Linked DNA regions of Pan troglodytes: region 1 is linked to region 2. Evidence: chromatin contacts called from public Hi-C data. All regions are on one chromosome and are shown on one strand. The core of a region is the stretch at or near the end of the contact, and the rest is flanking DNA. Distances in the headings are between cores, read along the strand shown.

Region 1 (6,259 bases), core at 3,617-6,116, 370 kb before region 2:
GGTAAAGGTGCTTTCTATTTAGCTGCAGGAAATACCCTTGATTTGAACCTTAAAACCAAATTCCCTGGCCTCATCTTCATCCCATTTACCTCTCAGCCACATTTCCAGGCTGGTAGCCTCATTATCCCCGTTTGCCAGATGAGAAAAAGGAGGCTCAGAGGAGCAAGGAGACTGGTGCATGGCCACGCAGCTGCCTCCCTGCCAGGATTGGCATGAAGATCATGTGAGATGAGCAGGCAGGAGTTCCTGAAACAGGCCTGGCAGAGAACGTACTTGGAAATGACAACGTTCCCTTCTGCCTCCTGAAGGAGTCAGTCCTCACATTTCAGAGTAGAAAAAGGCATTTCTGTTCACGCCACCCAGTGCCTCTGTGATTCCACAGGCTTCTAGCACAATCTCCTCAGAAAATAATCAGAAAGACACTAAAAATCAAAGCCAGTGAAGAGGCTGCTTGGGAGGTGGTGCAGAGTTGCTTAGCAAGCAGGTGAGAGAATAAGCTGAATGGGAGGCTTTAGGAACATCTGAGGATGTCTTTTATCTTCGGAGAGCCTGGCCAGAATAATGAAAACCCATTGGGCTTGATTCAAGGCACCTGAGCTTACATCCCAGGACCCTGCCTGCACCCCCACAACCCTCCTGCTTAGATCTCTGGGATCTGAGATTATGTCACCTATAATCTCACAACTTCAGTTTCTAGATGTGAAAAAATGAGAGTAACAATTTGTACCTAAAAATGTTAAGACGTGTGAATGAAATGGTTTACCTAAAGCATCCAGCACGGTGCCTGCACACAATAGGTGCTCAATAAATGTCAATTCACTTCTAGTCCTTTCATTTCCACCTATATTTATTCACCAAGGATTTATTGAGCATTTACTATGTGCCAGGTGTTGTTCCGAGTCCTAGTGATCTGGCAGTGAACATGGCAGGTGCCTGCTCTCATGGAGCTTTCATTTTACTGGCAGAAGTCAGAAAGAGAAAGAAGCCAGTAACAAACAAGAAAATGGAGCTATCAGGGTGTGCTATAAAGAGTTTTCCACTTGACAGTGAGAAGGAGTGGAGGGTGGTAATGTTAGACAGAAAGGACAGCGCGGGCTTTAATGAGAAGATGACAACAAGCAGGGGCCTGAATAAAGATCTGGAGGAAGAGTATTCCAGGGAGAGGTAGTAGCAAGTGCAAGCATTTTGAGGAGCCCCCACATTAGCAGCTTAAACAACTTACTTTCTCTCTCTGGTAAAGGAAGAGAGATGAGCATCTCAGGCAGGCCCGACACTCCACGATCATCAGGGATGCAATTGGCTCTGCCATCTTCAACATTGAACCCTACCTTGTGACCCGAAATGGGTGCCCCAGCTGTAGCCATCGTATCTGCAGCCATCATAATCTGCATTCCAGAGCAGAAAGCAGAGGGGTTAAAAAGAGAATGCCTTTCCCCAAGAGGACATGTCCCAGGGGTTGCAGTTCTATTGCATTGGTCAGAACTTTGTCACATAGTGACATGTAATTGCAGAGGAGGCTGGGAAATGTGGCCTCTACTCTCAGCTGCCATGTGCCTGACACCAAATTAGGGGTGCGTTCATCAGGAAGAGGGGAGAATAGATGATGAGAGACGGCTGGCCATCTGTGCCACAGTGACAAAGGCGGGACTGAAACCCCACGTCCTGACTCCCCAGCACTGTCTCTACTGCCCTTTCCCATCTCCTGTCCTCAACATGATGAGCAGATAGCAGCGGGGAGCAAGGCCAAATGTCAGGGGACGCCTGGGGAGATCAGGCTGAGGGAGCTGAGGGCTGGAGGAAATAAAAGGAGGAGGTGGGTGTGGAGGGGTTCCAAGGGGGAGCTGTTACAGAGGGAGGCCCAGCTGTAGGTTCCTGTCCCCACGGCTTAGAAGGGCTGGCAGCTGGCTTTGAGGCCCATGGCAGGGAGACATCGCTGTCACCTTCTTTTGGGGGAGGCAGCCAGTGACACAGCTTCAGACAGCTCCCTATTGTTCCCAGCAGACAGGGTGGCAGGTTGGCGGGATCCCACTGTGGTGGCAGGTTGGGGAAGGGCGTTGTTAAGCAGTTGGCAAGGCCAGCCAGCCCAGTTCCCTGCCCCCATGCCTGTGCTGGTGGCTGGACAAGGGCAGTGGTGGCTCCAGACTCTGTTTATCTCCTTCTGCCAGGTACTGAGCTGCCAGTGTCTCCTCATCTCCCTCCCTTCCTTCCCTCCCTTCCTTCTTTCCTTTCCTTCCTTCCCTCCTCTCTTCCTTCCCTTCCTTCCCTCCTTCCTCCCTTCCTTCTCTCCCTCCTCCCTCCCTTCTTTCCCTCCCTTCCTTCCCTCCCTTCCTTCCCTCCCTTCCCTCCCTTCCTTCCCTCCCTTCCCTCCCTTCCTTCCCTCCCTTCCTTCCCTCCCTTTCTTCAATTCCTTCCCTCCTTCCCTCCCTCCTTCCGTCTTTTCCTCCCTCCCTCCCTTCCTTCCTTCCATCCTTCCATCCCTCCTTCCTTCCTTCTTTCCTCCCTCCCATTTTTTGCTCCCTCTACTTCCTCCCTTCAGTCCTCCCCTCCCCTCCCCTCCCTTTCCTTCTCCTTTCCCCTCCTCTCCTCTTTCCTCCCGTCATATCTGTCTCTCCCTCTTTTCTTCCTGCATGTTCTTCCTTCTTGCCTTTTCTCCTCTTCCGCACCATGACTCACTTCCTCCTCCTGCTCTCTCAGCCTCCCCCACCCCCTCCCAGCCCATGCCCCACTCTGGGGTCCCTCCATGCAGCTGGGGCAGCACTGGGCAGAGGACATTCAGGGGCAGCCTGGGTGGCAGGTCGCATCTGTCCCGGGCCTTTCCCAGAAGCCTCCCGTTTCCTGTCCAGCATCAGGTGTTAGGAGAGGTCATGGCACCCCATCGTCTCACCTCCTGCTACCTGCCACCCACTACCCTGTGATTCCAGCCCATCCCCAGAGGAGGACAAGGGACTCACATTCATTGAGCTGCAACTGCATGCTAGCTACTTGCACGGCACTTCAATTTACTTAAGCCTCCCACAGTCCATTGAGGTGGCTTACTCTTATTCCCATGTTATAGATGAAGAAACCGAGGCTCAGAGAGGCAGAGTAGTGTGAAGCCACACGGTATGCTGCCGGGAGAGATGGTCCTCAAGACAGCTGGAACAAGGTGGATCAGAGGCTCCTGCTGTCGGGGCCTCCCAGTGCCAGCCCTGATTTCAGCTCTGAGCCTGATGCTACTTTCTGGCCCTTGATCCCATGCTTGTTTGGTCACTCAGTCCTCATCTTCAGATAAATACAGGAGTAAGGAGAGAGAGAGACTGGGACCGCAGGAGGTACTCAATGATCTTTGCAGTAGGCCCAGATCTTTGCAACCAACTTCTTGGTTCCTCAGTGCTGCTCAGCCTGAAACTCTCTAAATAGCCTCTCTCCCTCCCCCCACAGCCACCCCGGCATACACAGATACACACCCCACACATGGAACAGCTAGAGCACATGTGGCCTCCCACACCGCCGCTTCTGTGGGTGTGAGGGCGTAGCTGTCGTGGTGATGGTGGCAGCAATGGAGGTGGTGGGGTTGTTGTAGTGGCAGTGGTGGGGTAGTGGTGGTGATGACAAACAGCATATCATTTAGCCACTCATAAATCTACAAGATACATACTATACATGCAAACTATAAAGAAAAGCAGCACAATGATTAACACTGAGTAATGACAAATTGTGCTCACAGATAGATAACGTTTCCAAGAAACCACAAACCACACTCATAGACACAGACCAAGCTAACTGTGAGACCCCACCAGTGAGTAAGCACCGGTGAAACACCCCTTCCTCTCCACTGCCTTTCTGAGTGACAGTGGCTTGCTCACCAGAGACAACGCCGGTGCGGTTTTAACCCTCCTGCCTCCAAGATCAAAATTATTAAGTGCCCAGGCACTCAGTCCAGAACTGGACTTGCTTTCCTGGTTTTCCTTGGAATCATCCAGCCAAGCCTAGATCTTCTCAGGGGCTTTCCAGATCCCTTTCCCTGAGACACCACCGAGGTTTCCCTGGGCTGTGCACTCCCTTGCAGCGACAAGCTTACGAAACCTCCCATTTTCTTACTACAAGCATGTTCTTGGGTCTCTGGGCCATGGGCTTCCACAGCACAACACGGAACCCAGTGGTTAACCTGGGCAGGGGGATATGGGGCAGCCACAGGGGCAGGGCAAGCGTGGGCTTGGAAAGCATTGGGAAGGTTTCTTAGGCTGGGTTTCTTAGTCTGGGCTTAAACAAGCCTTCATTTATTATTATTTTACGATTTAACATAGTCTTTTAAATGTGCGTATGTTATATAGATTATTTTATATGTATGTTTCACAGTAAAAAGTAAAAATAGGCTGGGCACATTGGCTCATGCCTATAATCCCAGCACTTTGGGAGGCCAAGGTGAGATGTTCGCTTGAGCCCAGGAATTCAAAACCAGCCTGGGCAACATAACGAGACTCCATCTCTACCAAAAAAAAAAAAAAAAAAAAATTAGGCAGGCATGGTGGCACATGCTTATAGTCCCAGCTACCGAGGAAGCTGAGGTGGGAGGATCACTTGAGCTTGGGAGGTGGAGACTGTGGTGAGCCATGATTGCACCACTATGCTCCAGTCTGGATGACAGAACGAGACCCTGTCTCTAAAAAAAGAAAAAAAGAAGTAAAAATGAAAAAGTTAATAAAAAAGAAAAAAACAACAACAACAGACGCCATGTTCTTGCCAGATGCCCAGGGAATGACTCTGGCCTTTTTCCTGGGCCCCATTGGCCTGGGACCAGCAGAGCAGCCCTGGGGTCCTGGAGGAGTCAGGGCTGGTTCTCAGGACTGGGGTGAGGCCCTCTGAGGGGAGGAGGTCTGACCAGCAACTTGCCTTCCCCTCCATTCAGGGCCTTCCCCACATGCCCGGAATTCCTGACCTGGCCCTGGTGCTGCCTCCCTTAGGGACAAGAGGTGGGGGCCTTTGACTGTTTGTTTAGAGGCATAGTTTCCTTAAATGGCTGGGTTTTTAAAGAATGTATGTGCCTGCAGCTAACTTCATCTCCCTGACAGCCAGGGCATCGGCTGCAGGAGGGCAGGCAAGAGACCGGAGGGGGCTGGGAGGAGTCCAGGGACGGGGGACAGAGGAGCCAGAAAGCTAGGCAAGGAGGCAGCTTCTAAAAAGCCTTGGGACCCCCCTTCCACTTCAGGAAGAAGACACAAGGCCCAGACAGGGAACATGAGAAGCACGCAGCAGGCGGGCATTCACACAGCAAATCAGGGACAACCGTGGGAATGCCAACCTGCTTATTTGTTTTTATTTCTATTAAGTCTTTTCCTGCCTCTGAGCCTTGGCACCTGCTGTTCCTTCTGCCTAGGCCCCCCTTCCTTTGGTTCTTCTAGTGACAAGCACCTTGTCGCTCTCCAGGTGTGAATGCTACTTCCTGACCACGCTTCCCCGATCCACAGGTACCTGAAGGACACACCAGCCCCTCCCACACCCCCGATTGTTATTTACATCATCCCGCCGAATGAATGAAGTCTGCAAGCTGTGGAATAGGTAGTTGTAGGTTTCCTTTGGAGAGGAATCTGCTATATCTTAAAACAGTGATTTCTTCTCTTTTTTCAGTTTACTTTCGTAGCCACATCGGAAAATCAAATGGTAATTTTAAAACTGTGTTTCCCTAAGCTATTTGATGTAGTCATTTATTTAACATGTGAACTATACCTCCTCCAATAGGCTCATTATAGCTATTGTGAACACTTGAGAACTGTTTCTGAGACATAGCCATGCTAGAAAATGTATTATTTAACCAAAAGAACAAACTTTGGCATTCTGGTTATTTTTTTTCAATGAAGCACAGTATTATTTTAACAGACATGGGCTTTGATTTCTGAACTTTTAACCTCATGGGTTACAAATATGAAATGGAGTCATATTTTAATGAAAAAGGAAATAGGACAATTTCAACTTGGTCAATGAGAAACGTTACATTTCAGGCTAAGAGGTTAATTCTGTTTTCATTTTCTTGGTTTTTCATCACCAAGAAAAGCAGTACAAGGTTTCCTGCTTTTAAATTCCCAGGTGATTTATAGATGTAGCGCAGTGTTATTTATGGGAAAACACCAGAAGAAAATAATCTTTCTGCATGAACAGAAGAAATTTTGATACACATTTTCCAACTAATAGTCTTCCTGCATTCATGTTTGACACCTTGCAAGGGATTCCTCCTGTTTTAGGACAGAGCCTTAACTCCTTTGGAGCCCACGAGGGCCTGAAA
Region 2 (7,038 bases), core at 2,356-4,855:
GGGTGGCAGGAGGAGCCCAAGCTGGTACATTTGCTCAATGGCATCAGGTGGTAGAAACGCCTGATCAATGGGCATCATCTGCTCAGTGGGACCAGAGTGCTGGTTTCCAAGGCCCCCTCCCTGTGCTGCACCTCAGCTGAGCATGAACAAATGTTCCTGATTTTCCCTCTCAATGGCTGATGAAATAGACCAGAAAAGCAGCCCTCTGGAAAGGGAGAGGTCCCTAAAACCTGCACCCCAGGAACTGAAAGGGCTCTTCCCAAGAAGAGTGGGGAGCGAGCCTGCGGACTAACATGGGGCTCCCAGCAGGGACTGGTTACAGACATTCCCCTCTCTACCCAAAACTGCTGGGCACTTTGTCCTTCAGCTCTGATGGCAGGAGCTGGTTTCTGAATCTGCTGCATTCACTCAACGCAGGATTTTGCTGTGTACAGGCAGGCAGAGAAAGGCAAGCCAGCCCAGAGAGGCACCTTCCACTGAATGGAAGGCGGAAGGAATGGAGCAGGGCTGCCCAGCCCCCTAAAAGGTTAGACTCTCCTGCTCTAAGTTGCAAGATGGCTCAGAATCTCCTCAGCCAACATATTCATTTTACAGACTGAGGAAGCAGGCTCAAGAGGGGAAATAACCTGCCCAAGGCCACACGGATGACTCAGAAGAGCTAGATTTCAAATCTGCTATTTTCCCTCTTCCTGGCACCCCCTCCCACACATCCTTGAATTAATCCTGTGTCCCTACCCAGCACCCTGCCCTCCAACACACCCCTCAGACCATTAAAATCTCATTTTTTAAAGGGCAGATGGTTCCTTCCTGGATTCAGCCCAAGGTGTCCTAAACCCAACCCCAAGGTATCCTAAACCCAACTAACTTCGGCTTCTAGAAAGTGTCCTGGAGCTTTCAATGATGTGCTACCATTTCAGCCTGGGGTTGGGTAAAAGCACCACATATACTGGCTGTTTGAATGGGTTTGGGGACAAGGGAGACAAGGAAACAGAGTGCCCAAGACTTGAAATGTTGCTAAATCAGAGATCTTGGAGTTTGCCTGGGAGAAGACTGAGCCCACACAAGATACTTTAAGCCCAAACACAGACTTTAGTAGCCCTTGGGGACCTTCAATTCCCTCTCCAATTCAGGAAAAGTGGGGTGGGGGTAGGGAGAAGAGGGGAGGGACAGAACACGGGAAACGCTGGCCTTTTAGGGGCCCCATGCTCCCAGGCAGGTTCCAAGGCAGGGCTGGTCCATGCAGGCTTCCCTCCACAGAAAAACAAGAGTCACTAAAAGCAAAACACAACAAAAAAAACTTCTTTTGTTTTCCAGCCCCCTGGAATGTCTTAAAGACCTATCCAGAGACAGCAGGCTTCTCCACCCTTTCCTTTCTCTCCTCTCTCCTCCTCCTCTTCTATTCAAAATAAAAATCATGCTGATCTGTCTTTATGGCAACTTTGTCCTGGAGCATTTCAGTAGCATCCAACAAAAACATGTGGCAGACTACATTGAACAGAGGAACCTCATCTCTTTCAGGGACCCCCATTTCCCCCACCTTTGTAAGGGACATTAAGGACATGGGAGCAGGAGGGGGGCTGCCCAAGGAGCACAGGTTACCAGCTAAGAGAAAGATGAAAACTTCTACCAACCACAATGAGGCCACGGCACAATCTATGATTTGCTCCTTTGCACTCACTTGGAGTGATGGGAGGAGGGAGGGAACTGGAGAGAAAGATGAGGCAATAGTCCCTCCAATGTCCCTTCAATGTTAGCCCCGCACATGACAAAGATGACAGTCCTCACAGATGCCAGCAGCTGTCGACTTCCCAAGGCACAGACACACAGACTCAACATACAGGGACCCGGAGGCCAGATAACTGGGACCCAGGGCAGATTTCCACCAATAATTGTGAAATGACCAGAAGAATGTGGCCTAGAGACCACAGACCCAGGGGATGAGGGTGGGGGCCAGGGCTCCTTGACTGCTGAGAAATTTAACACTTCGCCTGGACTGCTGAAGTCTTTAAGGCCCCATCCCCCACCGCCCGCCCTGTGCCTCCCAGTTTACTTGTGCCCAGAGAGAGGATACCCCAAGACCCCCATCCTGCCTTCACCAGACAGGGATTCGACCAGATCCAGGAAACAAAGGTGCAACTTTTACAAAAAGGGTGCATGCATTTTGGGGTTTGGGTTTCTGCAACTCCAAAAACCGTCAAAAAGTTAATTCTCCAACCCACTCTCTCTGCACCAATTCGCAGTTGTAGTTTCTTACGTCTTTTTCTGGGGGTAAATTTCTTACTCATCCATTTGCCCTGCCAGCCTTCCCGAGAAAAATCACATCCTGACTCCCAGCCTTTCCAGCCCACGGCGCAGTTATAACTGTGGACCTTTCGCCTCACTCTTGGTCCCGCTCCCCCGTCTGGCTAGTGTAGGGCGGGCTCCTCGGGGCGAGACCCCGCGTAAGTTGGGTGTCTGTGGTCCCTGCGTCCTGGATGTCGGCGCAGTTGCCTCGCAGGAGCCAGAACGCGCTTCCTGCGGGCGAGGGCCGGGGCAGTGCGCCCCCTGGCGGGAGCCCAGTCACCTCACTCCAGCGGGAGCCCAGTCACCTCACTCCAGCAGGACCCGGAGCCGGCGCGATCCCACCCGAGCCGAGCACCCTCCCAACTGGCTCCCACTGCCCCCTAAATCTGGACGTGCCCGAGCCTCCCACCCACCCAGCACCCCATGGAGTCTCCACTTCCCCAAACCGCACACACCTAAGGAATAAGGGGGGTACTGGAGGAACGCGTGGCGCCTCCGCCCCGCCCCGCCCCGCTGCCAGGGACCCCAAAGGCAGCCCGCCCTCCATGCAGCTGCCGGGCCCCACGGCCCTCCCGGCCCCGATCGCCGCTCCCAGTCCCTGGTCCCTCACTGTCCTACCGGGTGGCGTGGCGAGCAGCCCCTTTCCGGGCGCAGCCCTGGCCGAAACCCCGAACCTTGTAACCACACCTGCCACCCCGCGCCGTTCTCCAGAAGCCCCCACTCCTCCACCTGGAGCATTGGGAGCCCACCGGCTCTGCACCTGTCCTGGGCGCAGCCCCCGGCCCTCAGCGGACTCCGGGCAGGCACCGGGTGGAGACCGTCCCCGGCCTCCCAGCCCCCGCGTGCTAGTTTGAGTGGAACTTGGTTGCCGGGCTTCCGTCCTGGGATCCCTACTCCACCCCAATTCCCCGCCGCGTCCAGCAGCACCCCCAGGGCGGCGCGCGGGGGGGTCCCCAGGTCCCCGGGGGCGCGGCGGCGGCGTGCGGAGGGCACGGAGGTGCGGAGCCCCATACCTTCCAGCGGCGGCGGCCGGACCCCGCGCCAACTCCCGCCGGCGGCCGGGGGGAAACTTTCCTGGTCGGAGGGGCGCGCTCGCAACTTGCCCGGCGCCGGCTGCCTTCCCGGCGGTGGCGGCGCGTCCGGGGACCCGCAGCGCGAGGCGGCGGCGCTCGCTCGGGGCTCGGGGCCGGGACCGGGGCCGGGGCCGGGGCTGGGGCCGGGGCTGGGGCTGGGGCTCGGGCGGCCTCGCGCGGCTCCGCGGTGGATCGCTCGGCGCTACGTCCGCCCCGCAGCCTGGAGCCCCGCGACGCCGGCGGCAGCTGCACGCCCGCCAGCCCGCCGGCCCCACCTCCGCCGCCGTCCGTCCCTCCCCTCCCCCGCCCTCCCTCCCCCTCCCCAAACCTCCGCCCCTCCCGGCTCCAGACGCCGTTGCTGCCGAGAAGCGCGTCTCCTCTGCGGGCTGCCCCTCGCCTCCCGCCAGCCTCCGCCTCCTCCTCCAGCCCCGCGTCCAGGCCTTGTCTGGGGGTCCCTGGGCCCACCCTCTGCCCATCTCCCCTTCCTCCGCCTCCGACCACCTCCCGCTCTGCCCGCGGGCCCTCTCTGCGTCTGAATTCGGAAGATCGTTGCGGGAGTGGGGAGAGGGGCATGCTGGACCCGAAGTGTTTATTCCAGGGGAACTTTCAGCTGACCCCGGGGCCCAAACGCAGGGGTTGGGGTGAGATCCTCGGTCCCGATCGGGCTCCTGGGCTTCCCGCTGCCGGGGGAAGTACCTGTTGAAAGCCTGGGGAACTCACCCTCCTCTGACTTGCAGATAAGAAAGGGGACTTCCAGCATGGAGGGGCCTGACCCCAGGTGGGATGCAAATGACTTGGTTGCAAGGGGCCAGATCGGTGTCTCCGGCCTCAGGGCTGAGGTTCTTGCGGGGCTGGGGAGCTTATCTTTTCTTCTCTGTACTGCTGCCACAGCAGCTCTGGCTCCCAACCCCTGACATGACTTGCCTGAGACTTTTAACCTCTGAGCCTCCTCTAAACAACTACCCGACCCTGCCCCAGACAAAACGGACAAGCAAGCAGATCAAAGCTGACAGCCCAAGTGAAAGTACTGATGACAGGGGCTCGGGTCGCCCACTCCTCTTCCCTTGGCAACTCTGTTTTGAGTCCCAGCTTGAAGCTTCCACACCCCATCCCCGTGGGCCCTAGGCATTCAAGCACACATCAGCTCTGCAGGAGGCCCCTTGGCCAGCTGATTCTCACTAAGGGGTGACTGATAGGAAGGAGTTGACCCTACTCCTGTCTTGTATATGGATGTTGGTAGTCAGGCCACTGGGCAGAGTTTGGGGGGAGGAGATCTTCTTGTTTTGTTTTTGTTTTGTTTTTGAGACAAGGTCTCGCTCTGCTGACCAGGCTGGACAAGCCTGGTCAACAAGCACAGCTCACTGTAGCCCGACCTCCTGCACGGCTTACTGTAGGCTCGACCTCCTGGGCTCAAGCAATCCAATCCTTCCAACCCAGCCCCCTCGAGTAGCTGGGACCAGAGGCATGCGCCATCATGCCTGGCTAATGTTTTCTGTTGTTTTTGGTGTGTGTGTGTGTGTGTGTGTGTGTGTGTGTGTTTTGTAGAGCTGGACTCTTACCATGTTGCCCAGGCTGGTCTCCAATTCCTGGCCTCAAGTGATCCTCCCACCTCAGTCTCCCAAAGTGCTGAGATGACAGACGTAGCCACTGCACCCAGCCACCAGCCAGAGTTTTGAGAGGCAGGAAGTGGCTGCCTTTCCTTGCCCACATTCCAGGAAATGGATTCATCCCTGTAAGGACTTCAGTGATGTCTGGTCCTTTCAAGAACTTCACCGCGTCACCGGGACTCTTAGAGTAGGCACGTGGCTGCAAGAAAAATCCCTGGATCCGCGGTTTCAAAGGGACCCAGAGTGAGCAAAGCTTCACCCAAGGGGAGGAAGTCCCTAATGGTGGAATTTCTATAAGAGGAGGACAAGGAGAAGGGCTCCACATTCACCCTTCAGCTGCCAAAACAGAATGGAGGGTGGAGGCTGAACACCCCGCAGGCCCTGCACTTGTGGAATGCTGCTGGGAGAGGCCCTGTGTGAGCCTCCTTGGACACCAGGCGCCACATACATTTCAAGAGGAAAAACGGGAAGCCCACAGCGAGGGTGCTGGAGCTCGGGAAGTGGAGACCAGAGACAGGCAGAGAGAGGGATAGAGTCTCTAAGGGTCTGGGGCTTGGCAGAACGGGGCAGGCGCAGGGGAAGAGAGTGCAGACCCGCTGCACAACTCAGACAACCAGCTCGGTCCCTGACTCCAGTTCCAAGTCAGTTTCCTGGACCTCAGCCTCTCTCCAGCCTCCATGGAGGACCTGGCCCTATCTGTGCATTAGCTAAGGACATCTGCTGAATAGGCTTCTCTAAATCAACTCTTATTTTTTCATTTTTTTAAAATTTACTTAAGTGAGCTTGTTTTTAAAAAGGTATGTTAAATTATTACCATAAATGGAAAGCCAGCATCACATTACTATAAATAGAAGGTAACCATTAAAATAAATACAATGAAAATAAGTGTTATTAAATTCTAACAATGTATCTTTAACCACAATAATAATAATACAGTCTAACAAGGTACTGCTGCCTGAGGAGGTGCTGAAGCTCAGGTCCCACTTTCTCTTTGAAAGGGAGGTTACCAAAGGCTAGAAAGGTGTTAAAGACACATTAGCAACAAACTCTTCATCAAGAGCATTGATGAAAAGAGAACTGGGAAGGGACCCCCTCCACTCCCACTCCTCACCAGGTCAGTTAGGGTATTGGAGGCCCTTGGATTACCTCCAATGACCTTAATTTCCTTGAACATCTCGGATGTCCTCTCAATTGGGAAACATAATTCTATGTATTGGTGCAAAAGTAATTGTGGGCTGGGTGCAGTGGCTCACGCCTGTAATCCCAACACTTTGGGAGGCCGAGGTGGGTGGATCACGAGGTCAGGAGATTGAAACCCTCCTGGCCAACATGGTGAAACCCCGTCTCTACTAAAAATACAAAAATTAGCTGGGCATGGCAGCACGTGCCTGTAATCCTAGCTATTCGGGAGGCTGAGGCAGGAGAATTGCTTGAACCCGAGAGGCAGAGGTTGCATTGAGCCGACATTGCGCCACTGAACTCCAGCCTGGCGACAGAGCTAGACTCTGTCTCAAAAAAAAAAAAAAAAAGTAATTGTGGTTCTCATCATTGAATGTAATGGCGAGAACCACAATTACTTTTGTACCAACCTTATATTAGGCCAAAAAAGTACTGTATTTTTTTAAAGTTAGGCGCCCGAAGAATTTAGTCCTGGACAAGATAAGGCCGACTCGGGTTACAGGAAGACCGCACCTCCCTCTCACAAGGTAATCTTGAGGAAATCCCTCCCTTCTCTGGCCTCAGTTCTTCCATCTGTAAAATGGAGGCTTGGGCAAATGGCCCATAGAATCCCTTTGGCTGTTTGATGAAAGCAAGTAAGACACCAAGATTGTGGCTTATCAGGAAACTTAGAGGGTGAAGTCTCCACCAAGGAGAGGGGCTAGAGAGGGGAGAAGCTGGGAAGGAACGAAAGAGCAGGTGGTGGGGCTGTGGATGGATGGGCAGTCCTCAGGAGGGAGAAGGAGCAGGGAAGGCCAGAGCCGACCCACTGGAGTCTAGGTTGGCAGAAACCCAGAAGTGGCCTGGCCTGAAAGTTCTAAAAAGATTCAGGAAGGAAACTTGTGGAGAATTCACTG

What was found. Hi-C and Micro-C count contacts between places; a contact is called where the count stands out from the background.
Region 1: a Hi-C map of induced pluripotent stem cells shows a contact between it and region 2, with 2.3 times the contacts expected there. The contact joins the enhancer-like site here to the promoter of TSPAN18 in region 2. A contact is called at or near these places in 1 of 7 Hi-C or Micro-C datasets (induced pluripotent stem cells) and 1 of 1 datasets of contacts at active chromatin or transcription factors (stem cell-derived excitatory neurons).

The regions. Positions count from the first base shown.
Region 1 is chr9:49,104,453-49,110,711 of NHGRI_mPanTro3-v2.0_pri, reverse strand. No RefSeq gene overlaps it. Among named protein-coding and RNA genes, the nearest start is that of PRDM11, 52 kb to the left of the region's middle. Within about 2 kb of position 4,866, at least 3 of the 24 cell types and tissues checked have an H3K27ac peak or open chromatin away from gene starts, as enhancers often do. A contact at or near this core is called in induced pluripotent stem cells, where this site is marked.
Region 2 is chr9:48,736,736-48,743,773 of NHGRI_mPanTro3-v2.0_pri, reverse strand. It overlaps TSPAN18 (tetraspanin 18), which reads right to left and starts at 3,605. Exons shown (of 10, transcript XM_001159889.7): 1 at 3,297-3,605. The region is part of intron 2 of LOC134807346 (a long non-coding RNA gene); the gene reads left to right.